4 separate regions of the Gossypium hirsutum genome follow, and regions 1, 2 and 3 are each linked to region 4. Evidence: chromatin contacts called from public Hi-C data. All regions are on one chromosome and are shown on one strand. Each heading gives the region's core, a stretch centred on a gene start, on an enhancer-like site or on the middle of the called end of the contact. The rest is flanking DNA. Distances are from core to core; before and after follow the strand shown. Region 1 holds the start of LOC107890885 (a long non-coding RNA gene). Region 2 holds the start of LOC107890797 (exosome complex component RRP4 homolog). Region 3 holds the start of LOC107890843 (RNA-binding protein 39). Region 4 holds the start of LOC107902334 (cellulose synthase A catalytic subunit 2 [UDP-forming]-like).

Region 1 (7,664 bases), core at 223-2,722, 820 kb before region 4:
ACCCGAGAATCCTGCAAAAATGTTAAAATTTATGGTAGCATTAAAACAGCAAATGTGCCATATCTTAATGTATGTTGGAAAGCATGAAGCTTGTTTAATGACAATGTTCAAACTTCAAAGATTTTATATGTTTAAATACATAAACCTATACCTTTCCCAGCATATGCTCATACAAACTTATACCCTTCCCAGCATGCTCATATAAACCTATACCTTTTCTAGCATGCTCATATAAAATTTCAAACCAGGTAAAGAAATGAAAAAGTAATACCTGTGCAATCGATGCTGAACCGAGAGGATTTACATCAAAATTCTCAAAAATTTCACCCATGCTTCGACCAAACTCCTCCTCTGAAACAAGTTGAACAACATCAAATGGTATATTTACCAATAAAAGTATTTAGTACCAAAGTGGAATGGAAAATATCAATAAGTAAAACAGGATTTCAAAAGGAACATAAATAAATTTGAACATACAGGTAAAATTTAGCCTTTAATTGAGCTGGAAGAACATAAAAAGCAAATGTTGTGCAGTTTGCCAATAGCTAAGAACAATAAAATCAACAAAAGGAGCAATCAATAAGAATCAAACAGTACAAAAGAAAAAGTAAAAACAGACAAACCCATTTAAATTTGAACTGAAAGAACACAAAAACAAAGATTGTAATTTACAAAGAGCTAAGAACATCAAAATCAACAAAAGGGGCAATCAATAAGAATCAAATAGTATAGAAAAAGTAAAAACAAACAAACCCATTTTAATTGAACTAAAAGAACACAAAAGCGAAGACCGTAGTTTAAAGAACTAAGAATAGCTAAATCAATCAATAAGAATCAAACAGTAAAGAAACTAGAAAAAATAGAAAAAAAACTAAAAAAACAAACTCATGTTGTTTATCCCACATTGCTAATTGCTTTTGTGGATCCTTCACAAAACTCACTCGAAGTTGAACCACCTATCATTTCAACAATTACCCAACAATGTAAAACTATCAAATTAACAACAAGAAGAAGAAGATAAAGAAGGGAACTTAAAGCCCGTATAAATATCAACTGCTCGAACCCAGAATTGAAATGAGCGATGCCAAGGTCTTAAATAAAGAGAAACCTTGTCTTGAATCGCTTTGAAATCAAAACCAGAAGCTAATGTGTTCTTCAATTGAGTCTGGATTTTTTTCCTTGCTAAAGATTTTGCCCTTAATTGGGAAATTTCTATAATCTCTATTCCTACGAGGAAAAGATTGAAAAAATTGGTGAGGGGCAATGGTGTTTAGGGCTTTATAAATGGAGAAGGTAATGAACGTAGAGGCTATAGTTGAAACTGCAGAAAGGATGACGATGAAAAATGAGGGTAAAAATGAAAAAAAAAAAGGTATTCTCTCAGCATTCCTACCATGCTCTGAATGGCAATTCAGAGGGTGGGACAAAATCCTCCATGCAGTGATGTGCAGGAATAGAAAACTAAACAGCAAGGCCTGTAATACACATTCCATTGAATCACACAAGGGTTTGTGGTGGACCATATAATTGAGTTGTAATAGCTATGCCATTACATTGAACCAAACAAGTTTTAACCGGACGATTGTTTCACTGTAATAGAATAGGGTTGTAATTGAATAGAGCTGTAATGTAATAGAGTTATAATAAGTAATTTAACTGTTTAGTTGAATGGAATAGAATAGAACTGTAATAGTATTTTTGTGTTTGGTTAAATGGAATGATGTTGTAATAGCATATGGAAAAAAACTAAAATGACCATAATACCTTCAGTAGAATTTTTTAAGATAGATGATTATTGTTATTGTTATTAAATTTTAATAAGATTATTATTAAAAATAATTTAATAAAAATAATAAATAGTTTAACCATATTTTAACATAATTATTATTAAATATAATTTAATAAAAAATATAATTTAATAACATTCTTAATATTATTATTATATGAATTAAAAAATCCAAATATATAATACTATAAAAATATATATAATCTACTTTATTATTTTTAAACTGCAATACATATTTAATGTGCTAAAATATCATTACTGAAATAAATAATTTAATTATTCTACAATAAAAAATAATTAAATATTAGAAGTAATAAATAACTCATTGCTAAAAAAAATAATAAATAACTTGAGAATTATATTTCACATCCAAGCATAATATTCATATATTAACAAAAAACTACATGATTTCATTAGTTTATATGTCATAATCCATATGTTTTAAAATTTTATAACATCAAAAAGTTACAACATTGTAATGACATTCTATCATGTCATTATAAAATCTAAATATTACAAACACAAAAAAATACAAAATGAAAAATACAAAATAAATTCACTACTTTATCTTATGGTCGGGAGTTTGATCCCTATTCATGAGAATAGAGCACATTTTGTGACTATTCATCCCACAATAGCATAATACTTTATTTTAATTTACATTTGTCATTATACGTAAATTTGTCAATTAACTTAATGTGATTGAATTTTGCCACTAAAATTTGAATTTTATTGAATATTTCCACCAACTTTAATTTTTTTTAACTAAAATTTACCACCCAATATTGATTTTGATGATTTGAAAACAAATTTTAACAAAAAAAATATTCTTTCAAATATTTTATTTTAAAAGTTAACCATAACTTAATTTATAAAATATAATACATTAAATTAGAATTTTTATTTATTAAATTAAAGGACTTGAAAATTAAATATAAGTTAACTTTAATTTTTAAAATTATATTAATTAATTTATTATTTTAACTATTAAAATAAAATATTAAAAATATGTTTTAATTAAAAAATATCTTTAAATAAATTTGAATAAAAAAATTCAAGTAAAGATAAAACTAGGCAAAATTTAATAGAGAGTTCAAAAAATAATAGGCAAAAGTTGCTGTTGAAGGCTCCGCACAAGTTCCTAAAGTCTCTAAATGTTCTTCTCTTGTGATAAAATGATCTGCAACAAGTGAAAGATTACAAGTTAATCACAGGTAGAATAGCCGACAAAAGGTATGTATCATGCCAAAAACATAACTTCATTATAATTTGCCTTTTCCCAATAGCATATTGTAAATGAAATAGCAAGAATTTTGTCAAGACTATCCAACAAATGCAACAATAGATAAAAGCAAGAATTTTACTAACAGAAATAGAATGTGCTATGTCACATTTATGGCTTTTCCTCAATAAAAAGCTTCCCACGACAATTATGTCGAGCTTTGAAAGGTGAAACCTATGTAAAATGCCAGGTTAATCACTAAACATAACAAGTTCTCTTGAGGAAAAGATGTAAACCTCATCAGAAAAACAAGAAGCATCAGCAACTAATTTGGTGACAAGAATAGAGAGCATCATAAAAAAGTTTTGGTCTTATTATATTAAATAAATAAATGAACCATTGATTTTAAGTTTTAACATTTTAATTAAAATCATGTTTGATTTTTATATATAATTTTTTATAGTTGTAGCAATACTAAAAAAAACAAATAAGATCAAAATTTAACTATTAAAATAATATCATTTACAATCTATAAGAACTATATATGAAAACTGCAAAATAGGGTATATCTCTATTTGATTTAAAATCATTTCATGAACTAGTTTCTATGCTTAGGAGAAGATCACTTAATCTTGATTGTGCTTAAATATGGTACAAGGCATTTCAACAATTTGATTTAGATAGTAGACAACAATGGGGCTTAAACTTGCAGCTGTTCTAGTACAAATGCAGCTTAGCTTATGCTATGTAGATTATTAAATGGGCTATACAGGTAGGGTTGAGTGGCAAGAGCAAGGACTTGAGAGGTATACATGCTTGTACAGATAGTAAAAAAGTGACATTTGGTCCATCTATTTTTTAGCGTTAATGATGAAAGTAATAGAAGGGCATTTGACAGGGAAGAGCTAACTTCATCAAAGCTCTAATAGTTATTAGGAGTAACTAATATTTGAATTTTGTTTCAACTGTTTGAACAAAAAAATAAACTGGCTTCCTTCACGAATCAAGCCCTCTTATTGCGTGTTTGTCATCATTTTGTACTGATTAAAGAAAATATTTTAGCTACAAATCATAAGTTACATAGAGTAACTTAACACTGCCATCATAATAATCTAGCACAAGATAGTGTTAAAGGTCTTCAAGAATTCAAGTCCTCATAATTTGCAGATCCCACAACTGTTCAGAGGGCCATTTTTTCAGGCAGGAGGGGGCAACAAGGAGCCTATTTCAGACTATCAGATTTATCAATCATGATTTTTCATCACTTCATACCAAATAATGATTCAATTGAATTTAGTATAAAGTAATAAAGAAACTGCTTGAATATATTATGAAGCTACCTATATGTTCAAAAGGTTCAATATGCCAAATTAATGAAGCAACAATATGGGAAATTATTAAATTTACTCTGACATACCTTACAGACTCACTTGGAAGATCCAGTACAATGACCCCTGTGCTTATCTATAATATATCTCTATGTCTACGAAGCATTAACAACTCGCTTTTCTATGAAAGGAGGAGCTAAAATCTTAAACACATACTATTTTGACATTTATTTAATACTATACATATACAAATAACACAAAGCAGAAACCAGGACATCCTTCGTGAAAGAAGAGAGGACAAAGTGTCTCTTATTATTGGTTCTTTTTTTTTAATTTCAGGAAAATATGGATTAGAGGTGGTCCAATACTGTTATAAATAACTATTCTGGTCTTATTCAGACATAGCACTAAACCATAAGTCAACTTAAATCACACAAGTATTAATTTTTGTGCATTTTCTTAACCCAATCGATAGAAAATGACTAATTGAGAAACATACCAGGTGCACAAAGAAATCTTCAACAACAGCTGTATTACTCTTTAATAGAAATGCTTCGTTCCTGTTTTAAAAACAAAATCCACATAATTCTGCATGTGCGGTTGAAGATGATAAGGATCCTGATGAAATTTTTATCCACTCTTCACAACCGAAGCTTGAGGATGAATTTGTGGAAATGGGAAATCGATGGAAATTATAGAATTCAACCGGAGCTTGAGGAGGGAGAATCGATGGAATTCGCCGATAGGTAAGAATTTGGTGGCTTTAGTTTGAAATTGGATCTAGGTTCGGGCTTGGATAGGGTTGGTGAGGATGGTTCAGAGGTGAAAAAGATTGAGAAGGTTGGAAGCAAATAGGAATCAGAAGTGAAAAAAAAGAAGAAGAATAAGAAGAAGAAGAAGAAGAAAAATGGTCAGATGTGAAAAAGAAGAGAAGGGCAAAGTCGATAAAATTTCAGGCTGAATATGTATTCAATGAGGAGGCTGCTAAATTATAAACGGTAGTTTTGTCTTGAATAAGGCTGTAAGGAATAGGGCTGTAATAGCCCATTCAGCCAACCAAACAATGGAATAGGGTTGGGCCCACTGAATAAGGCTGTAATGGTTTAGCGTTACAGCCAACCAAACAAGTTGTAAGTGTTTTTTATCAATTAAGAAAAAAAATCTCAAATACCAAAAGAAAAATAAATATCGAAAAAATTTTTTAAGGTGGATAAAATTAAATTGTAATTTTTACGATAATAAAAATATAATTTCACTATTTGAATAGCCTATTTTTTCTATAATTTTTAAAGTATTAAATTAAATTTTTATCATTTTTAATGGTCAAAATGTAATTTTACATTTACTAATTTAAAGGTCTAAATGAAAAAAATTCATTTTAGGAGGGCCGAGCCCCTGTCAACCCCCCAAAGTACACTCTTAATCTTGATAACCTTAGTCTCTTACTTTCAATCCCATTGTAAATATGTGCTTCAAAAAGAACACTTGAAATCGTTTGTTTCAAAGTAAAAGCTTTTACAGAAAATACTTTCAGCCTTTTTTTATGTTTGTTTCATATAAAATAGGATGGTCAATGTAAAATAACCCCATTATTCCTGTAAAATGTCTTATCATTTTTTTTTCCATAAGACATTTTCCAAATTGACAAGACTCTATTCACTGTAACACCCGTCAAAATACTGGGATGTTACATTCTCTACTACATTATTCATTTATCAAATATTTTCTTATCAATTCATAAATTTTCAATTTAGTGTCTTTTTGTCATAAAAGTTTAATATTCCCTAATTAATCATATTAAATCAATTTTCTTTCTTGTTACATTTTATTCACATAATTTATCTCAATATCTTGTTCCACATATCAAATTTCTATATATTTCACTTCTATTATTTCATACACATTTTTTTCAAGTTTAACAATTTAGTCATTGTCATCATAAAATTTTTCATATTTTTCAACAAATTCACTTTTACAATACTTTATGCATATTTCATCATCTCATAACACATTTATTAAACTTTTATCATAATTTCCTTATTCACATATTAAATTGTTTGAAATTTAAACTTTTTTACATTTTTAATTTAGTCCCTATTGCCATGTAATTTATTTTTCACAGCTTAATCAAATAATTTATTATAATATCTTATTTCACATAACAAATTTTCACACATTCCACTTCTCTTGCTTCAATTACAAAATTTACAAAGTTTACAATTTAATCCTTAACATAAAAAAGATTCATTATGTACTATATTTTCACCTTAACATAAATTTGTAATTAATTCACTACTTTATTTAAATTCTTTATCATAAATCTATAATATATGTTTGTTTCATTGAAAACAACTTTTATGAAATATTTTCAAGAAAGCTGTCAAACACTAAAAATTATTTTCTGAAAACCATTTTTAGTAAAACAAACAGAGCCTAAGAGATTATCCAAATTTCTTTTAGCCTAAAACTTGTATTACACTGTCAAAAGAAAAAAAAAGGGGAAGGGGGAGATTGGGTGTTGTGCTCTTTATTTTAGTGAAGTAGATTAAATATTCTATCTAAGACTTAGATTTATTTATTTTGATCTAAGAGTTAAAAACAATTTAATTCTCATTTTAAGAGTTATTACAATAAGTTGTCAGTTGTCAATTTTCACTCAACTTATAAATTATCTTTACTTTTGTAAAGTTACATTCTTGTACTTCTAAATTACTGGTTATGTACTTCGTAGGGATGGCATTTTCCAATTCTTCAAAACAAAAATTATTTGAATTATCATTATCGCTAACTATGATGATTTCTGTGTTACTTTCCCCTTTTTTGATCATTGGTCTCTCTTGCACTCAAGCTTAGATAGGGGGTTATCCTTTGATGTAGTGCCACACAACCGAAAACACGGTGTCCTACATGATGGTGTAGGTTGGCCATGTGGCAAGGTTGTTGCATGTCAGTTGTTGTCACGGAGTGTATTGTGTTGTCCTACTTTAACATTCTCATCCTTAGGGTCATATAAGGTGGTTATGCATTGGTGGTCCTCTCAGTGCAATGGGCTATCACCAGGCCGCTCTAGAGAGGATTTGTGAAGGGTTGCTTGCGAACTGTTCCATAATGATGGTTGATACAATTACAGAGGATTACTTGCGAACTATTTATCGACTTGTCATATGTGATGCTAACATGGGGTATAACAATAACAAAACCTTAAATTAATTTACCTTTTCATTGTTTATTTGTAGGTGATATTTGATTAATCACTTGAGAGGTATTTTTGCTCTCCTCTAATTTGATTTATGTTAGCAATCAGCTTATTTATGGGATTTTTTCATTT
Region 2 (7,138 bases), core at 1,039-3,538, 680 kb before region 4:
TTTAAATCTACATTGAAACCTAAAATCGTCAATACTCGGATAGCATTTGCAATTCTGCATATGTTTTGCCTCATCTCTAGCGGGGTATAAGCTCGGTTTATTCCTTCAACAACTGTAGATTGTTCAATACTTTTAGCTTGATCGATTACCATACTGTCTCTAGCTTCAACATGTTCGCCAATCCATATATATCCGTTACGTCCAAGTATCAAGTCAATTCCAAACTGTTCAAGGTGATGGAAATGCTGTTTGCTTTTCCTCACCAGGTAAGGATCAATTATGAGCAACTGGCCTTTCTCAAGCTGTGTACATGTCGATTCAATCAGCAATAGCATTATTAAGATCGACAAACCATGCCAAATCAGAAGGGATATACAAATTCTTTCGAGATAGATACCTTTCCATACTTTTGGCTTCTTGCTTGGAGTTGTAAGCTGCCATCATGCTGGAAATTACGAACCTCGGCCTGAAGAAAAAAGAATGTCATTTCCAACACAAGTGTTCATCATTTTCTTCTATTTGTCATATAGCATGTTCATGTTCATATAAAAATACTACAAAAGAGAACACAAACAAGTGCGTCACTGGACTTACACAGACAATATCATTCTCTTCAAATATACTTCGCATGTTGAGTTCATCCAAAGCAGTTCGCCGTCTCTAATAATACAAAGTGAAATTTAAATTAGGAAAATTTATAACGGAGCAAAAGCAAAATTGTATGTTACTTAGGGATGAGTATCGGACTTAAATGTCCAACATGGGTATATTCAATTTTCTAAAATTTCCATCTTTTAGGAGGATCATATCTACATATAAATGCCCAGATATATGTCAAAAACAGGCTCTTCAAGAAAAATGAGTCAGTATAACATAGGGAAAAAACATAAATATTTTCCCCATATGGCATCAAAACGCAGCTAGCATAAATATGAGGTAGTTTTGAAGCAAGACAAACAAGAAATGAGGAACTTATAAATGTTGCTCATATAAAATTCAATGGATAGCTTCAAGGGATACTATGCAGTATCAGACCAATGGTGGAAGTTCAACTAAAAAGACTTTGCTAGTCTAAAAATATACAAGGAGAACTGCACTCTCACATCAAGCATCCAACCTCAATCGAATTTCATTATAAATTCTCCATAATTTCTGCAAGGAATATACAAGTTACCTGAATACCATCAGGCATGTTCATTGAAGAAAGCATTAAAACCGCATCTTGGCTGAAATTAATTTCCAATCTCCACCGCTTTTGAGCAACCTGAATATGAATAAATGAAAATGCAAAGTCCCTTATGTGTTCCAGAAAAGAAGAATAATTATTTTTGGTACAAAGGGAAATACTGGGTCAATGCCACATTTTGAAGGTAAGTGTTATTCAGCCACTTTAGGCCTTACCTCGACTACACGTCCCACTACGACATCCCCAACCTCTGGCTTGTACCTAGAAGATTTAATAATTCGAAAATAAATAAATTCCAAAACAACAAAAGAAGAATAATAGGATTGAAGAGAGATTTTGTTTGAGAATACCTAGCGCGTAAGGCGCGTACGTAAACCAGTTTGTTGACGCGCTCCACAACGCCGCACACAGTTGCCACCAATTCGCCGTTGAGGTCCGTTGTTCCATATCCCCTTCAGAAAAAAAAGTGAAGAACATAAAACAAGTGTTTAGCCATGCTATATAAGTAATTTAATTGTAGTGTTTAGCGGAGTACTTGAGAAAAGCGTCTTCGTAGTTGACAGGAATAGCATCGGCGACGGTAACGGAAGCGTCGGAATTGGCCTTAGCAGATAGAGACTGAAGCTTTTCGAATGCCCTTTGAAGTCTTACTCTTTGGGTTTGGCTCAACGGTAACTTCAATCCTCTCATTTTATCTTTGTTATCGGCTACTCGGCATAAGCTTGATTTCGGGGTAACTCCTCCTGTAAAACAAAAAAAGGGGAGAGAAGAAGAAGAAGAAACCCTAAACCCTAATGCCGCGATTAAATTTCCCCCCATTCTTTGATTACTAATTGGGCTGTTAACGGGCTATTTAATTGGGCCACCCGGTTGATTTATTCGTACTTCTGTAAGATTTCTGTAATTTTGTTTACGTGACCAAAGTACCCAAAAGTGTATATATATATATTTCCATTATGTTTAAATAAATAAAATGTCAGAAATGTTTGTCTCAATTTTTTGGTTTTTAATTTTATAATTCCACTATTTTATTTCATAATTTTAATGAGCTGCCCTCTAGCTTAAAGAATAGAGAGAGAGAGATGCATAAGAAACAGGGGAAAGTAATGTGGGTTGAAGAAGTTAGATTTTCTGTACAATGATATTTCTTTTGCCTAAATTCTTAGAACTAAGAAAAACCTAATTTAAATAAATTTGTTCAGAAGCGAAGGCTTAACTCAATTGTTAGAAGTCAAAAGCTGTTTTTATTATTTAAAATATATTAAAACATTTTAAAGGGCTATTTGTTATAATTCATGTAAACCTTTTTTTAATGATTAAATAGTTATTTATATCTAATCAAATTAATCTAAATTTAAAATAATTGAGAAATTTAAATTAAACAAATAATTCAACTGTAGAAAATTTAATATAAAGTTGTTACCTCAATCCAAGAAATATGTATTAGAGCAAACAGAATCGATATTAGCTCAATTACAACTCTAATGTTATACTTGGCGTTTTAAGATAAACATCCAATAAATACCTAAATAAGAAAATAAGGTAACACCACAAAGTTCATGGTCACAATCTTGCCAAATAAGAATACCCTAACGAGTAAACACATGGTTTTAGAACATGATCTTATCGACCAAGAATATCTCAACCAATCAACAGAATCACATACTCTTATGCAAGAAAGTAACTCATGAGTAACAAAAGGAATGAACGCAAGTTTTGATCAAAAAGGAAGATCTAGCAAATACTAAGTATTATCTTTCACTATCATTATTCTCTAATATATCTCAAACCCTTTATCTCTTTTAGATACCTGTTGATTTAAGCATCAGATAGCATTTTAGAAGATAAGCTTCGATTCCCTTATAGTTTTCTTTGTGCTTGTAGTTTTTTACTAGCCATCTCAAATCCATTTTCCCTTCTCATAAAGATGACACTTTTAACATATCTAAATAGTATAGTTCACAATTATAATCCAATATTAGTTTACTTATATCATAAATTATCTTTTTATGGTGAAAATGAAAATTCATAAATTAATTCCTATGCTTTTCAATCTTATCCAATTTAATCTAAATGTGATCTTCATCCTACCAATATATATTTCATGTCATTTTTATTCCAAATAATTATTATTAACTTACATTTTCTCAAATTAGTGAAATTACATTTTGGTCCCCATACTTTTTAAAATTTATGATTTGATCATTTTATCACATTTTCACATTCACAACTCTTCATTGATTTCCATCACCAATATCAAATTAATTCCTTATGATCTCTTTTTCTAACTCATTTTTATATTTTCTCAAAGTTCACTAAACATAATCTCAGAACAATACCAGATTTTGTATAGAAAATTTGGGGGCATTACAGTAATAGTATATAATGGGGAGATAAATTATAATATTTTAGTGGAATGACAGTGTGACAAAATAACTTTGTAATTAATAGACAAAGAGCCAAAACTTAATTACAATTTATTTAATTCATAATTATATATGTCTAATCGGTCTCTCTATTAACTCAACACAACTTTTTATGTTTAACATGAACACTTGCATGGGACCGTACACATTGAGCAAGTAGAATTAGTTCACTAGATTTACTCATTGAAATAATAGACATTTTTTTTGTTTGTTAATGATTAGATTGATCTGGGATTAATTTAGTCACTTTGGATATTTATTTAATTAGATCAAATGATGGATTCGAAGTGGATTTAAATTAAGTGATTATAATATTTAATTATTAGAAATAAAATTAAGTAAATAAAATTGTGTATGCATTTTAATGCAATAAAATTGTCATAACTTCAACGAGATTAAAATAGGGTTTGTGTACAATATTTAATTATATAATTAATTTTAATTTTTTAATTGAAATTAATTAACAACCCAAAATATATGTAAGCCTTAATATTAAAAGGTGACAAAACACATGTATGGAGAAACCTTGCCACCCAAGTAAGCAAGGATGTGGCATTAAGAGTAATTATTGGGCTTGATTTACCGTCCATAAGATTTATTATGCCTTGGAGACTCTTTATTTATTGACAATTCTAAATAATTAGACTTCTAATTAACTCTCTCTAAATATCTTATATTCATTGAAGAGATAATATTGATGATTGATGATTGATGAAAATCAATCATTTTATGAGAAATAGAATATTTAGTTGTTTATCCACATACTCAATTTGCTCGTAATTGTTTTTTTTCTCTATAGAGTTCTGAGTGAGCATTATACAACTTTTTTTTAAACGAATCAAAAATCTCTTCACAACTGTATCTATGAGGGAAATTATGCTACCATAATATAGGAAAAATAATAATAATGCAATGTTGAGAAGGGGGAATTGAATAACTCAGTGATGGATATTTATAAAACTAAATTGGATTTGCACTGTCTATAAACAAATATGGACTCTGATAAAACAACCAGTGCTAGTCTATGCTGCTGTTTCTTTCTTTCTTTCTTTCAAAATTCTTTAGCTATCCATGCCCTCAAGATTTCTAGGCAAAGATAAAGTTACCCATTTAAGGTATTTTTCATCCCAAAGGAACTCAGCTAGCCTTAGAAGAGATTTGGTAAAGGCCTGCTGCTGCTTGTTGAGGTTGCTCTTAAGCATCTTCAGCTTCATGGCGTTGGGATATCTTGAGAAGGTCGCCACCGATTTCTCGGTCGTCTTCTACTTTTTCTCTTCGGTTTCCATCTAAATTACCTATGTAACCTTCTGAATTCATGCCCCGGGTAAACCCTCTTTCATTTTCTTGTACATAAGCGTGAAAATTGTTTCTTGAAGGTTTTATCTTGGAGCAGAATACTTCTCGAAAGTTGTTCAAGCAGCCACGGTCATATACTTGGGGCCTTTCTACTCCTCGGTAACGAAATGTCTCATATGTGGTCTAAAGAAATAAATACAGTATAAGAAACTCTTGATAACAGAAAGAGATATAGTAAGTAGCTCACATCTATGTTATACCAACTCTTTATTTTTCTTATTATATTCTTATTTTACACTTATGTTGAATATTTCAGACACAGGTATAAAATATGGTCCTTCAAATATATGAAAAAATTCGAATTAGACATACATCCATATTTGACATTCACTCCCAAGTTAAGTCTAAATAACATAAAAGTCAACATACTCTCATCTCCCTCCCCCTCCCCCATCCCCTCACCTTTTTATTGTCCGTTCTCCTTGTTGAAACTGTTTTGGCATCATGCCGAACCTACATTCTCCAAATACATCAAAGCTATCATTATTCACATATCCCATCCCATCTTACATCCATTACTTTTAGTACCTGAACATTCTTCCATAAATAATTCACAACCTGCACTTCAGGTTTCAGCTTTTGAAAGAGAGAAGAACGAAAATAGAGAAAGTAAATAGTATAAAGATCCTAGTCCATTTTGTGTATGTTCCCATTCCCAAGGTCTATTTTTTTCTTCAAAAGAAATTTGTAGTTTGGCTTTCTAGACATGCTTGGCTGGTATCATTTACAAATAACAGGAAGCTAAAAGCAGCATATCAGAGTACTAGGCTGCAACCACTTACATGAAGAACAAAATACAGGTAATACTTCCGCACCAAAACTCCCAAAAATTTAGAGGGATACTCACCTGGTTTGTGCCAATAAGATATAAGTGGAAGCAGGTAAGTCCTCCAACAAACCAAAGGAAAATGAAGCAATAAACCATTAGTACCACCGAAAGTGGTGACTCTTTTATTGCCTTCCAGACCGTTCCATAGTCATTCGTAAGGAATTTTATGTTCAAGGCAGACATTCCAAAGATAAAGATGCAGAGGATGGTTGAAGACGAAATGAACAAAAAGAATGACCGGTAGTTGCGCTGCATATACATAAAAGGTAAGTTACTCTTTTGTCATTGGGCAAATCTTTCTTACAATGATGATGTTTATCAACATCAAAACATCAATTATACTAAAGATGATACTTCAGTTTCCTGTTTTGTTGGCAAAGGATCTGAAGATAATAAAGTCTAGAAACATATTTTTGCACATGTGAATATTTTGATTGTTTGTAGTGCATAATTTAGATTTGGTTTCTCATTTTTTTTGGCCATTTTAAAAACATACAGATTTCAGCAAGTAAATAGACAACTATTTAAAAAACAAAAGAAAGCCTGATACACTTACCATTCCAATGCACTGGCCTACCCAAGGACAATGGTGATCAAATCGCTCCACACAATTATCACATACAGAGCAATGTGAGCAACGAGGTGGACGATACAACTGGCATGTGATACAATACTTCACCCTAACAGGCACACCATTGACAATAACTTCTTTTGTGGGTGGTAGTCGTGGGGTTGGTGTTTGTCTCCCAACATCAATTGAAGCTGAGGAATCATAACACATCTCTTCTGTTGGTGGATGTAAATTGCGAGGAACAATTCCAGGGTCTCTGGCAGAGGTAAGAAGAAGCAGTAGTAATACCTGTCATAATCAATTAAGGAATTACATTTGACGATTTGTGGTTTCAGTAAAAAATAAATAATGATAATAATCCTACATGATCATATGAATAATATGAAGAGTTATTATTTTAAGTAAAATAATAATAAAATAATAAATTATTATTATTCAACAAAAATATGATTCAAGAGTTATCATTAATAATTTAGCTGCTTCTTCTTCTTCTTCTTCATCTTCTTCTATGTTATTAAAGTGGCAAGTTAATTGGCCACATCAACGATCTTTTTAAGACACTAATGGAAACTGTTAATTAGTGTCTGTTTTGTCACTATGTTAGCGACTCTTTTGTTAGTTTTCAAAAATTGAGTAACTGAAATGAAACTTAGGTGATTGCTTTGTTAGCTACCCAAAATTGAATGACTAGGTAAATTAAAAATGCTATTCCTATTTTAGTTTTTTCAGGCAGGAATCTAGAAAAGAATTGAATTGAAAGGTGATGTTTA
Region 3 (7,106 bases), core at 2,552-5,051, 840 kb before region 4:
ACCTGCAATTTTATCAGTGACAAATTAGTTTCTCAAAATATGAGAAATAAATACAACCAAAGTTTATGTCAAAGTGATGCAGGGAAAGAAAAACTATTGTGCAGGGAGCTATTCTGAGCAACTTTTGTTGAATCTGAAGTCTGATGCAATAAAAAGGTTAGCTCAGCATAACAATTAGAAAGCAAAATAGATTTCTTACACCAAGATAACAAAACAATGATAATCAAACGACACAAAGGACTCAAAAAGGAGGTTAAAAGATTAGCATGTCCTTTTTGATTTTAACAGAAAGTAAAGATGGCATAGATAACACCTTTAGCTTAGATTATACACATGGAACAAGAAACAAGATGAACCCGCAAAAAAAAAAACAAAAACAAAAATCATAGATGAACAACATCTCAACCCCTCCAGATAACCAAAAAAATGAAAAATAACATATTAAAGGGAGAAAGAAAAAGCCTAACAGTGAGTCAAGTCACGAACAAAACCACTTTTAGATTAAACCGTATGGAGCATCTTAAAATTCTTATCTGTACTACTAACAAGTTGAATAGAATAAGGTACCCATGTCCGTAAGCTGCATTTAATGCTAAGAAATTTGAAAGGTGAGGAATAGAATTCAGGTTTATGTCATCTAATATGCGAAAGAAGCATGAATTGATTAAAAATTGAGAACTATTCCCATCAATCCTCATCATTATAGCATTGCAAGTGCATTTAAGAATACAGTAAACCTTGATTCTAGTACAAAGATATATTTCACACAACTGCAAAAGGAAGTCTAATTTGCTCAACATAAAGGCACTTACCCAACCCCCTTTGATCTTCTTGAATTTCTATCCATGATCAGCCGAACATCCCTCACCTGAAAATAGTAAAGGAAAACAGATATGGCATCAAACATAAAATAATAACCTAAAAGATTAAATATGCGGGGAGATCCCAGACTTTCAAGCTTCCTGATGAAACACCTATCAAGGAGTGTCCGCAAGATTATATCGTTTAACATGTGCTTTTAACTCACCCCACATATATAGAATGTTGAGACACAAGAAAGTCATAATACTACTCGAAACTGAAGGCAGAGGATCATATACTGCAAGAGGAAGCAGATGAATCTCAATAATGTGCATTCACATCATTCTAAACATTGTTTTATGCATTAACTTAAAGTTATTATCAGAAATGCATAAAGACAAATGAATTTGAAGGAATATAGCAGATTATGCAAAATGATATTCCCAGTATGCTAAATTCTAGAAATTGCAATAGTGAGTTATTCTAAAGGAAATAAACATGGTATTTCAAGTGTACACAAACTTCCAAAACATTACATTAACATTTTCCCAGATAAATTAATGTGAAATCTTAGCATGCTTGAAAGAAGTTGTTGATAATTCATAGAACAACCAATGTTGTCAAGGGCGAAAGGTGCATCTAGGTACTAGAACCCTTATATTGCCTCAGGCGCAAGGCTCAAAGATAAAAAGAATGCTTACTTAAGCTATGTAGTGCCGTATAAGTATAAGTGCATGCTTTTATATGTGTGTATGATAAGCTTAAGATATACAATCATCATGACAATATCTCTAAAGAATGGTGAAATTTATTTGCAGAAAATGCAAGTATTTTTTGGTCAATATGCATGGTTCTTTACAGTCCCATGCCTACTGTTGAATAGGCAAATATCAAAAAGAGGAGAGTTTGATGCTATCCCCTTTTTACCAGTAAAGCAACATCTAATGAAAAAAAGAAAAATAAAATAAAGAGTAACTTCGACCAGGCAAGCTTTTTTATGCATATTGCCCTTAACAAAAAGTATGCCTAGAAGCACCAAGTGTGTGCCTGATCAAATGCACCTCGCTTGAAAGGGTATTGAGGTGCTTTATTATCAAGCACAAGGAGCAAAGTGTAGATACAATACTGACTACATCCTTCACAAAGAAATAAAATAACCAAGTTAAACCCGACTAACCTTGCCTGCTTTTGAGAAGAATTCATAGACATCTCTCTCAGTTGCTTTTAGAGGCATCTGTCATCAACCAATTCAAGGTGAACAACAATTAATAAATAGTGAAATTTAAAAAAAAATGCATGTTGATACACATAAATATTACATTTATATCATACAATACTTTGAAGATGAAAGCAAAAATAGCAATTTATCTACCTGATAAGCAAAAACAGTTCTCTGGTCCCTCTCAGGATCAGCCTCAGGCTCCACTGCATCTTTCTTATCCTTAAATCTCCTGAAACATCCATGTTCATGAGATAATTCAGGATGCCACTAAAATCATGCTCTAAAAAAGAAAAAAGAACCATCTGCACAAAATTACTAGACATTGCCATCGACATCCTACCAAAAATGCACATACAAAAGGCATTACAGTTCTATAACTCTAAAGGATACAACTAAGGAATCCTCTCACCCTATTTCTTGCATATAAATTTACTCCAAAAAATGAATTCTGAAACATCATAAAAAACAATAAACTTCATCCCTAAGGGGTGAGCAGTGAGCACTTCAACCATGTTTATGTGCTTAGATCATGACAGACAATATAATTGGATGGTATAAACACGATGCAAAAATGCATGTTTAATTGAACTTAGCAGTCATCTAGTCATTTCTACATCTGCATAAACATTACAATACTTCAACATAGGTGCCCAGAAATTCATTTTGCACATATAATGTACTTTTTAAAAAATTACCTGCTATCTCTGATGTCAATTTCACGTTCCCTCTCTTGATCGCGTTCACTCTCGTGTCTCCTCAACCTACTACTGCTTCTCTCTCTCCTATCTCTCTCCCGCTCCCTCTCTAGCTCACGATCACTCTCGTGCCTCCTCGACCTACTACTGCTCCTCTCTCTCCTATCTCTCTCCCGTTCCCTCTCAATCTCACGATCACTTTCGTGCCTCCTCGACCTACTACTGCTTCTCTCTCTCCGGTCTACCTCCCTCTCTTTCTCCTTTTCCTTCTCTCTTTCCCTTCTCTCTCTCTCCTTTTCCTTCTCTCTCCTATCCCTCTCTTTCTCCTTATCTTTTTCTCTTCTTTCTCTCTCCCTTTCCTTCTCCCTCTCTCTGCTACCCCTCCTCTCTAAATCCTTATCTCTATCTCTCTCCCTTTCCCTATCCCTGTCGCGGCTGCTTCTATGGCGGTCCTTATCCCGATCTCGCCTCTCCTCGTCGTCCTCATCGCGGCCGCTTCTCGATTTCTTGCTGCTCCTCTTGCCCTCGTCATCCTCTTCCTCTCTATCTCCATCTCTCTTCCTATAGCTTCTCTCGCTCTTATCCTCCGATCCTCCTCTGTCTTTCGTCTTCTTCGGATCTTCCTGCTCCTCAACGGTTTTTTCCAAATACTCGTACTCGTCGAAATCCATTATTTTGTTTCAAAACTTCCGAGATTTCACCTCTTTTTGTTGAAGGTAATAAAGTTGGAACCTCGAAATATGGTTTGAGAAATTAGGGTTTTGTTGGGGTTCAGCTGTCAATTGCAAGGGTTTGGTTTAATTTGGGTCCTCGAAATCTGGGAATGGGACTTGGGTGCAATTTGATAAAATTGCGTGGGCTTTGAGAGAATTTACCAAGAAGTTTGAAGAAAGATTGAAGAAAAGAAACGAGTAGAAACAAAGACAAACAGCAAGTGATTCCCTTTTCCACAGCACATTCACCGGATACGATATGTGTGAAGTGTGTGAAGTGTGTGAAGCGTACGGAATCTATGGGCTTCCAACTTCGTTGTATACAATATTGGGTATGTTATAGGTTTCTGACAATAAGGGTTGGCCTGTGTTTTAGGGAAAATTTGTTCGTCCTTTTTGTGTATTTGTTTTTAAAAAAATAATTTGATTAATAGAAAATGAAATAAAATTAATGTAAAATAAGTTTTTTTTAAATAAATTATCCTCTTAAAAAGCGTAAGTTATTTTCTATAAAAAAATTTAATTAATTTAAGTTAAGCTTAATAATATTATATTGATAATAAATTTTATTTTTATTTTTAAAAATATTTAAAATTATTAAAATATTAATAAAAATATTATATTTTTAATATTATTAAACATATATATTTTATTATTTTATTATATTGATAATAAATTTTATTTTTATTTTTAAAAATATTAATAAAAATATTATATCTTTCAATATTATTAAACATACATATTTAATTATTTATATTTAGTTATATAATAAATTATTTTTATAATTAATATAATTTATTAATAAATTATTTAATATTTTAATTTTATTTTAATAATAAATTTTAAAAATAATAAATTTAAATAATATTATTCAATATTATTGAAAATATTTAATACTAATATTTTAATAATAAATATTTATTACAATTATAAATATGTTAAAAATATTTTTTTTGGAGAAGAAAGGTTAAAATATGTCGTAAGTCTATATAGTATTCACAAATTTGTAATTTAGTCTCTGTACTTTTATTTTTAATAATTTAGTCCGCCTACTTTTCAATTTTGAAAATCAAGTTCAATTGTTAACTTTTTTTTTTTGTTAATTTTGTTGATATCACATTTTTAAATAAAAATAATCACTTGATAGTCTTATAACTAAAAAATGACGTTGTAATAAACCTAAATTTTAAAAAATGTTTTTAATTTAAATTTATAGATATAAAATAAACTCAATTAAACAATGAAAAGACAAGAAAATCTCAAATGTATGTTTGTTTTATTTAAAACAATTTTTATGAAATATTTTTAATAAATCTGTCAAACAACAGAAAATATTTTACACAAATTCATCCAAAAACCAAAAAATATTAATTCTTCCAAGAAAGTAAGTCATTCTCCAGAAATCATTTTCAGTGAAATAACAGACCCTAACTTCAAACTCTATTATTATATAAGAATAGTGTGATTGTTTCACATAAATTGATTTAGGCCTCAGTTTGATAGATGATTAAAAAATATAAAAAAAATATGGTAAATAATAAGTAGATAAAAATTACTTTATCATTGAAAGGAGAATGTTTTCAATTTATTTATCAAACAATCTAATTATATTCAGTAATTAATTTTAAAAATATATTAAACAAATTTTATAACTTAAATTCAGCACTCAAATTTTCAACATTTATTTTTTCAACATTTAATTTTTCAATTTATCAAACAATACCTTATATAAAATGTTTTTTTTTGCATTTTATTGTATTTGATTCATTAAAAAAATTGACCAACAAAATATTACTTGCAAATGAATGGAAATTAAGCTTTTCCTTTCTCTTTTTTATTTTTATTTTTTTTAATTGAGTTAATTTTTGAAAAACATAAGTTATTTTTTAAAAGAAGTGTTCATTTATGGGTTTTTATTTAAAATTAAATTAAATTAAGCATAATATTATTATATTAATGATAATTTTTTATTTTTTTATTTTTAAAAATATTAAAATATTAATATCAAATATCATTTTCTTTTAATATTAATCTCATTACATGTTCTTATCATATTTGCTCTTTTTTCATACAATACTTAGAACTACCCATAGCCCTTCCCCAACACTTAAATAGGAAGATAATGTGCTTCAGCGCACTTAAACTCACTTCCTCCTGCACTAACAAAAATATCGATGTCAATCAAGTTAACACTCAATCGACAAATATTAAAATGTTGAATAATATCAAACATACTTATTTAATTATTTATATTTAATATAGTAAATTCTTTAATATTACAACTTTACTTTTAATAATAAATTTTAACAATAATATTTTTAAATTTTAAATAATATTTTTAAATAATATTGAAAAATGTTTATATTAATATTTTAACTATGAATAAATATTACAATTTATAGATATTTAATAATAAATAAAATATTATTATTTAATAATATAAATATAAGTATTTGTTTAAATCATGATTAACTTCATTTATCCATTCCAACTCTAATGTGTCATTATTCACTTTCATATATGTAATTAGTTTTCTTAGCCGTGCGATTCACTTATTAAGTGTGTATATCAATTAAAATGTATTAAAAATTTTCTAATTTTTATATAATTTTTGTGAATGATATGAGAAAAAATTCAAATTGATTATTCAAGAAATTGTTAGAAATAATAAGTGAAACAATAATTAAAAGGAATAAATCTTAAAATAATACATAAACTTTGGTTTAATATGCATATTTATACATAAACTTTTATTTTATGTAATTTTATACATGAAATTTTGATTTGATCCAATTCTCACAAATTAATATAGTTATTGATATAGCGCTATTTTATATTTATATATTGCATACAAAAATAATTATATTTATCTAATATATAAATAAGTTGATGTATTTATTTCTTTAAAAATGTATGACTGGATATAAATAAAAATTATTTTATTAAAAAACAATTTTTGGTAATTATTTTTATTTAAATAAATTTTAATTTTTTCCAACAGTTTTAAACCTTTTTTACAAGCTTTAAAAAACATATTTTTTTGAAGTAATTCTATGATTTTATTTATGAAAAAAGTCCCATATTTATTTGAGAAAATAGTTTTTAAGTAATAATTTTAAATTAGAAATTTTTATGTTTAGCACCTTTAAGACATTGATTAAAAATTAGAAAAAAAATGTTTAGAAAATAATGGATTATTTGTAAAATTTTGGGAGTGACATTTTTTTATATGTAACGAAATAATTGTTTAGAAAATATATAAAAAATTGTTTGGTGACATGTTTTTAGGTGGGATTTTTTGTTTCAATATTGTATTTATTTTCTCAAATTTCTGGGTGGAATGTATAGAAGAATGGTTAAATAAGTTTAAATATGTCGTTTTTTTTAATTGGTTAAAAATATTTTTTTTAATTTAAGAAAATAGGTTGATTTTAGAGAGAGTGTATGAAAGTGCATCCAATTGGACAAATTTTCTACTGACATGTCAAAGAAAACGTGCCCAGCTAGAAGTGTTTTCTAAAATTTCTAAAGAAAACGTATCCAATTGGGAATGTTTTCCCTGACATGTCAACAGAAAACTCGCTTAGTAGGACGCGATTTCACACTCTTTCTCTAAAATCGATCTATTTCACTAATTTTAAAAAAGAAGATTTATTTAACCAATTAAAAAAATCA
Region 4 (7,758 bases), core at 980-3,479:
TAATTGCTCCACCGACAGTATATTAGCACATGTGGTGTGAGAAGGCAGAGTAGAAGCCAATCAAGCATGAAAATTATTTGATGTGGGTGGCGTCCCCACTAAAAGTTACTTTTGTTTTGAATTTCACATTTATGATCCCCTAAAACATAAGATTTTTGGTTTTGTCGGCTAAGGTGTGATTGTGGTGGTTTTAGGACCAGTTGAGATGAGATGATCTCAATACCAAATCTCTTATTATTAATTTTACATTTCTGATTGTGTTTCCATTTCAACTTTTCTGGACATTAATGAGGACAGGGAAACATTTATGTTCCAACAGCATTCAAAATGCTGTGAGCTGTAATTTTGATTTTTCTTTAGCATTTATGTGAGGCAATTCTTGTTTTTTCCCACAAAAATTTATATCCTTCAAAGCTTAAAAGATCATGGCTATTTGTCTGTGTCAATTATATGATTTCTCTCATTGAAGTATTAAACCTAAAAGAAAAACAATAAATCTTATATTGTTAAAATTGAAAACTTTAAAAAATGTTGATTTTTTTTAGAAAACAATTCAAACGGTGTTGTTGTCAATTTCCTTTTGCATGAAATTATAATTTTCATCCTCCACTTTATGAAAATTTTAAAAAATATTTTTTTTATTTTAATTTACCAAAATTTGATGATCAATTTTATTAAAATTAAGAAATTAATCTAATTACACCATAAATTATTTATATGCAACAAACTAATTATCAATTCAAGTTTGTGTATCCATCATTTTTAGCACAGAGGATCAAACTTTTGATTAATAAAAGGGTTAATACGTAGTTTACCCTCTAACTTGTCAAAAAGTATTTAATTAGTATTTGAGTTTTTTTATCTAGTTGGTACCTAAACTTGTATTTCATCACTGAAATTGATATCTTCGCATTAACACTGTAAGTTTGTGTGGATGTGACACTGATGACAAATCTGATGGTGACACATGACAACCTATCAGTATGACACATGATGAACATAATTTAAAAAAAAACTTTAAAAATATATAAATTAATAAAAATAAAATTTTTTTCTCATTAGAAATGAACCTAAACAAATGGTTGTCTAAGTACATTTGAATTTAGACAATTATTTGTCTAAGTTCATTTTGATGTGCTTTTAGTAAGTTTATATGTTTTTAATTTTTTATAAAATATTTGTTTATAATTATTTTGAAATTAAAAATATATAAAAGTAAAATATATAAATTAATAATAGATATAAAAAAATTTACATAAAAAATAAGTTAGACAAATGGTTGTCTAATTTAAATGCATGTCTAATTTAAATGCATATGAATAACTGTTTAACCAAATTCATGCTAGATGTTCTTTTTAGTTCTTTTATATATATATATATATATATATATTTATAAAATCTTAATTTTTTTATTTGCATATTATATATTGTATTTTTATATATTTTTCAAAATATTATAAGCTTTTTATATATTTTTAATGGTATATATTTTATATTTTTCTTATAAATTTACATTATATATATATTTTAAATAATAACTTAAAAATTGATATTTTATAAAAAAAATATAATTTTACTAAAATTATATTTAGATTTAAGTGTATCTGGACAACCATTTATTTAGGTTTGTTCTTAATGTAAAAACAAATATTGTTATTAATTTATATATTTTAATTTTTAATTAACCTGACAACTATTTAAATTATTTAAAATTTTTTAATTTTTTTAATTTATGTCTGCTATATGTCAGTTAAAAGATTACTAAATGTTAACATCGGATTGACGATTAATATCAAATCAACCCAAACAAATTGTATTAATATAGAAGGAACAACTTAAGTAACGAAATATTCAAATATTTACTAAATAATTTTTATTTTTGAAAAATTTAAGAGGTCAACCTCTGGATTAATTTTTTAGAAATAAAGAATGGAATACCATTAATAAATAAAAATAAAAAATGTTCTTTGGTTTTTCTAAAAAAAATATTATTCTTTTGGAAATAATAATTACTAAACAAATAAATTAATTTTTATCAAATAATTGATTAAGAAAATCCAAAATATTCTTAAAAAAAAAAGAAGAGAGAAAATCTCAGGAAAAGAAAAAACTCAAGACAGAAAGGTTCAAAAAAAAAAAAACACTGAGACCCCGGCTTCCAGATCTAAATTCTTTCCCCATAGCCAACAACACTCAACAGTCCTTTTTTCTTTTTTTTCTTTTTGGGTTTATTATTTTTCTCTATCTATTAGAAGTGCTTCCTCTTCTACTTGTTATCTTCTCCTTCGTTACGCGTCCTCATTTTCAACACTTTCATCACTACTTTCTCTCTCTAAAACTTTCCATTTTTCTTTTATTCTCTTTCTCTGAAATTGCGACCGAACCAGCCAGGTTTCCAAGCAGACTTGGCTTGCTTCTCAATCCAAAACCCATTTCCCTTTGTTTGTTCCTTTTCCCCCTTTTCGATTATCTTATTACATTATTATAATACCACCGGAGGGTACACTTTTGTGGTGGAGCTGCGATTACTCTTTCTTGTTATGGGAAGTGAAAGGACCAATTTTGGATCTTTTCGAGGAAATTGGTGGTACTGAGACTTGACCTCATTCAGTACTGAAGAAGAGACCGAGGGTTTTCAGAGTTGGATTGTTTCTTATTGCTATAATCGGCTATGGACACTGGAGGCCGACTCATTGCTGGTTCTCACAACAGAAATGAATTTGTTTTGATAAACGCAGATGAAAATGCAAGAGTAAGATACTTGTAACGAAATCTAAAAAAAAAAGAGCTTCTGTTTTTTTTTTTACTTCTTTTTTGTTATTTGAGGAATACTCACTTGCTAATTTTGCTGTTTCATGGGTTTTCGTATTTCTTTCTGTGTATTGCACGAAATTGCGAGTAATTTCATTTCTCTGATCAGGATTTCACTAGAAATGTAACTTGTTTTTTAGGCCAGATTTACAAAATTTTATACCTTTTTGTTCCATTTTGAGCCTTAAACCCCTGAATCATTTGAGTTTCTTTGGGGTTTTGGGTTTTTCGTCATGGGAGTATAAAAATAGAGTTGTCTTAGTGTTGCTTGGTTAATAGGCGTTTCCATTACATTTCGTTTTAGGTGAAGTTCGTTTTTTTTGGTTGTTAACTATATGATTTGTGATGTTTTTAGGTCTGGTTCAGATTTCTTTCTTGCATTTAAGATTTGCTGTTCCTTCATTTTAGATTCTGGGAATTTGGCACAAACTGGAAGAAAGCATATGATTCTGATTCTGCCGTACATATTGGTCTCGTTAAATTGTTGAACTCTTCCAAATCTTTTGGAACTTAAGACATGGATGATTTGAATTTTGTCATAATGCTGAACTAAGCTCTGCTTTTTTTTTTTTGGCAATATTGATTTAAATCTTCAATGAATTAGCTTATACAGTTTTTAATGTAGCGTTCAGTTCCTTATGTATTTATGATTTAATAAGCTATTTGAACTTGCAAGTTGCAATGCTCTCACAAAGGAGGAAATAAGAACGGAAGCTGTTTTTGTGAACCACTGTGTTGATAACCAGAAAAAAATTAACTAAGATGTGAAGAAAATAAATTCCTTATGTCTGCAATTCTATTTTTGTTTGCAAAATATTGCCTTCATCAAAACATATTAAGTTGAAATGAAAATGTTGGTAGTTCTAATTGGTAACTGGTCAAGGTTTGATGTAATTACTGGGTTAGCTTCTAGTACATTTAGGCATTTGTTAAATTCTGTGAGAATTGTTCTCCTTCAGGACTGTGCAAATAGAACTTTCACCACTGCTTTAGTTTGCACTGGATTTGTTGTTCTGGCATTTCATAATCAGGTACTGATGGTACACTCTTTGTGGTTGTTGTTCTTATCAGATAAAGTCTGTGAAAGAATTGAGTGGGCAAACGTGTCAGATCTGTGGGGATGAGATTGAGATTACAGTGGATGGGGAGCCCTTTGTTGCCTGCAACGAATGTGCTTTCCCTGTGTGCAGACCCTGCTATGAGTATGAGAGAAGAGAAGGAAACCAAGCTTGCCCGCAGTGCAAAACCAGATATAAACGAATCAAAGGTGAAAGTGTTATTGCAATGTATGAGCTACATTGGCATTCCAAATGACTTATGAGTGTCCCTAACTAGTGATGTGAGCTGCAGGCAGTCCTAGGGTTGAAGGTGATGAGGAAGAAGATGACATAGATGACCTGGACAATGAGTTCGACTATGATGCTTTGGATCCTCAACAAGTTGCTGAGGCTATGCTCGGTGGGCACCTTAACACTGGCCGTGGTTTCCACCCTAATGGCTCTGGATTGCCTGCACATTCAGAAATAGATTCTTTTCCTCCTAGCTCCCAAATTCCTCTCTTGACCTATGGTGAGGAGGTGAGTCTCCGTTCTCTTCTCCCTGTTTATATTTATATGTAAGAGTTCCAAATTATGGATGCTCTGTGTTCTTAGTTCTTACACTGCTCTACACAAACAGTAGTTGCATTATAACAATATTTTTATTGTTTTAGCATTCGGAGATTTCTGCTGATCATCATGCTCTCATTGTACCCCCATTTATGGGTCATGGAAATAGAGTTCATCCAATGCCTTATACTGATCCAGCTGTACCTTGTAAGTCATTATCCTTCTGCTTGTTACCAAATGTGAATTAATTCTCTCCAGTCTTGGACCTTACTGTTTCCACTGCTGCAGTGCAACCAAGACCAATGGTTCCTAAGAAAGATATAGCAGTATATGGTTATGGAAGTGTTGCATGGAAGGATCGGATGGAGGAGTGGAAGAAATGGCAGAATGAAAAACTTCAGGTGGTTAAGCACAAAGGGGGGAATGATGGTGGAAATGGAGAGGAGCTGGATGATGCTGATTTGCCAATGTAAGTGATTGTTTAAAGCATATGATTTGATTTTTGTTACTACTGTTTGTAATCACTGACAGCCTTTTAGGCAGATTTGTTTCCAAAATTCTGCCGAATTGTACATTTTGCTTGTATCTATTATTGTTCTATTATTATTTAAAAAAAATTGTTTTTGTTTTCAGGATGGATGAAGGCAGGCAACCACTTTCAAGGAAGCTACCCATTCCTTCAAGCAAGATAAATCCTTACAGAATGATTATCATAATCCGTCTTGCAATTCTTGGCCTCTTTTTTCACTATCGACTTCTGCATCCAGTTAGGGATGCTTATGGCTTGTGGTTGACATCTGTAATATGTGAAATATGGTTTGCTGTTTCGTGGATTCTGGATCAATTCCCGAAATGGTACCCTATAGAGCGTGAAACATACCTTGATCGGCTGTCTCTGAGGTTTGTAGTAGTGCCCGCAACTTACTATGTTTTATGTTTCTATATGAATATTTGTCATGAATTCAGATTTCTGCCTCCATGCTTAATGTTCCTTCATGCTATTATGAATATGGTGCCACTTGCTAATTTGACCTTTATGCTCAGGTATGAGAAAGAAGGGAAATTATCAGAATTAGCTAGTATTGACGTTTTTGTGAGTACAGTGGATCCAATGAAAGAACCTCCACTAATCACTGCAAATACAGTTTTGTCCATCCTTGCTGTTGATTATCCTGTCGATAAAGTCGCATGCTATGTATCAGATGATGGTGCTGCCATGCTCACATTTGAAGCTCTCTCTGAGACATCTGAATTTGCTAGGAAATGGGTTCCTTTCTGTAAAAAGTTCAATATTGAGCCCCGTGCTCCAGAGTGGTATTTTTCTCAAAAGATAGACTACCTAAAAAACAAGGTTCATCCAGCTTTTGTCAGGGAAAGGCGAGCAATGAAGGTATGATTTCTTGTAATGCATTTTAAGATGTATTCTATTTAAGTTATTTTATTTAAAGTTCTAAAAATCCTTGCAATTTCTAATCAATCTGAGGTTGAATTTAGGAATTGTGATTTTTTCTTTTGATAACAATGATTAATTTATTTGAATACATTGTTTGATTGGACAGAGAGAATATGAAGAATTTAAAGTTAGAATAAATGGACTGGTATCCGCAGCACAGAAGGTTCCCGAGGATGGTTGGACAATGCAGGATGGAACTCCATGGCCTGGAAACTGTGTTCGTGACCATCCTGGCATGATTCAGGTGAGATAGTGTTGCATCTGACTTGCCTTATTATTATTATTTTATTTTGAAGTGTTTGTTATGGAGAGCAATTGAAGCATTATGGAGGAACTTTACTGTAGAGAAAACACCACCTTTAGGATAGACACATTTCTTGACAAAATGCATCATTCTTTGTTACCTTAACTATTTATTTGATTTGTTTCTTGTGGCCATGCATGTGGGAGAGACTTGCTCATCAATAATTGGTTGGGAAAATAGGTTTATTTATTTTATTTGTGATAGTTGTTCATGATTTAAGACTAGATTAATTTTTGGTGCCTCCTACAGCATGGCTGTTTGCTAATCCTACCTCATTTTTATTGAGTATTTTAGAATGTTTAGTTTTGAGATAGATTATTTGTTTGATATACTGTAATCCTGAGACAGCATTTGTATGGACTTTGAGCTCCTTGAACCTTGCTATTTGGATTTAGCGGTACTATTATATCTCATAAGTTCATTGATGTTCTTATTTTCAGCACTTGACTAAATTAGTTTCCTGACAGGTTTTCCTAGGTCATAGTGGTGTGCGCGATGTGGAAGGAAATGAGTTACCTCATCTAGTTTATGTTTCTCGTGAGAAGAGGCCAGGGTTTGAACACCATAAAAAGGCGGGGGCCATGAATGCTTTGGTAAGGCACATGTTCTTTATTTTTCATACTGTTTTGGCAGTTAAAACTTGGTTTCAAGCTTATGTACTTCATTGTTTATGTTGTAGATACGAGTCTCAGCAGTCCTCTCAAATGCTCCTTATCTTCTGAACGTTGATTGCGATCATTATATTAATAATAGCAAAGCACTAAGAGAAGCAATGTGCTTCATGATGGACCCCACTTCAGGGAAGAAAGTCTGTTATGTGCAGTTTCCTCAAAGATTTGATGGAATTGATCGGCATGATAGATACTCAAACCGAAATGTTGTGTTCTTTGATGTAAGTTTATTTCATTTTCCCTATCAATTATCTGTTATTTTCTTTTATCTTTCAAAGCCTAATCTCTTAAATCTAAATCAGATCAACATGAAAGGATTAGATGGCATACAAGGACCTATTTATGTCGGAACAGGATGTGTTTTCAGAAGGCAAGCACTTTATGGTTTTGATGCACCTGTTACCAAGAAGCCTCCTGGCAAGACCTGCAATTGTTTGCCAAAATGGTGCTGCTGCCTCTGCTGTTGTTCTAGAAAGAACAAGAAAACAAAGCAAAAGAAAGACAAGACGAAGAAGTCTAAGCAAAGGGAAGCTTCAAAGCAGATACATGCTCTTGAAAACATAGAAGAAGGAATTTCAGGTAAGGGTTCACTTACAGCCTTTTATTTATTTTAGCACACTAAACTGGAACTTATGTGCGTGACACTGTCAGAGTCAAACACTTTGAAGTCATCTGAAGCTTCACAAATTAAATTGGAGAAGAAGTTTGGTCAGTCTCCTGTGTTTGTGGCTTCCACTCTTCTGGAGGATGGTGGAATTCCTCAAAATGCGAGCCCTGCATCATTACTTAGCGAAGCAATCCAAGTCATAAGTTGTGGTTATGAAGATAAAACAGAATGGGGAAAGGAAGTAAGTAAACCAAAATCAATCTGAATACTAATATAGGCAAGTTATAATTTGTTAATATCTCATA

What was found. A called contact is a pair of places that touch in the nucleus more often than the background predicts.
Region 1: a Hi-C map of leaf shows a contact between it and region 4, with 1.6 times the contacts expected there. The contact joins the enhancer-like site here to the promoter of LOC107902334 in region 4. A contact is called at or near these places in 2 of 34 Hi-C or Micro-C datasets (both in leaf).
Region 2: a contact with region 4 is called in a Hi-C map of leaf, with 1.6 times the contacts expected there. The contact joins the promoter of LOC107890797 here to the promoter of LOC107902334 in region 4. A contact is called at or near these places in 11 of 34 Hi-C or Micro-C datasets (anther, callus, hypocotyl and 2 more).
Region 3: a contact with region 4 is called in a Hi-C map of leaf, with 2.1 times the contacts expected there. The contact joins the promoter of LOC107890843 here to the promoter of LOC107902334 in region 4. A contact is called at or near these places in 5 of 34 Hi-C or Micro-C datasets (callus and leaf).

Annotation. Positions count from the first base shown.
Region 1 is chrA11:69,197,054-69,204,717 of Gossypium_hirsutum_v2.1, forward strand. It overlaps LOC107890885 (a long non-coding RNA gene), which reads right to left and starts at 5,504. Exons shown (of 2, transcript XR_001682078.2): 1 at 4,836-5,504; 2 at 2,798-2,966. Within about 2 kb of position 1,473, at least 7 of the 9 cell types and tissues checked have an H3K27ac peak or open chromatin away from gene starts, as enhancers often do. A contact at or near this core is called in leaf, where this site is marked.
Region 2 is chrA11:69,344,204-69,351,341 of Gossypium_hirsutum_v2.1, forward strand. LOC107890797 (exosome complex component RRP4 homolog) reads right to left here and starts at 2,289. Exons shown (of 7, transcript XM_016815361.2): 1 at 1,722-2,289; 2 at 1,537-1,638; 3 at 1,402-1,447; 4 at 1,175-1,264; 5 at 595-660; 6 at 398-466; 7 at 1-302. The coding sequence starts at 2,005. It overlaps LOC107890802 (protein S-acyltransferase 8), which reads right to left. Exons shown (of 5, transcript XM_016815377.2): 3 at 6,354-6,656; 4 at 5,816-6,046; 5 at 4,542-5,091. The coding sequence ends at 4,807.
Region 3 is chrA11:69,176,298-69,183,403 of Gossypium_hirsutum_v2.1, forward strand. LOC107890843 (RNA-binding protein 39) reads right to left here and starts at 3,802. Exons shown (of 15, transcript XR_005905265.1): 1 at 2,719-3,802; 2 at 2,174-2,252; 3 at 1,979-2,035; 4 at 813-868; 5 at 1-2.
Region 4 is chrA11:70,019,732-70,027,489 of Gossypium_hirsutum_v2.1, forward strand. LOC107902334 (cellulose synthase A catalytic subunit 2 [UDP-forming]-like) reads left to right here and starts at 2,230. Exons shown (of 14, transcript NM_001326920.2): 1 at 2,230-2,752; 2 at 3,883-4,078; 3 at 4,162-4,388; 4 at 4,523-4,625; 5 at 4,707-4,887; 6 at 5,052-5,318; 7 at 5,463-5,808; 8 at 5,978-6,115; 9 at 6,643-6,768; 10 at 6,855-7,067; 11 at 7,149-7,425; 12 at 7,498-7,694. The coding sequence starts at 2,672.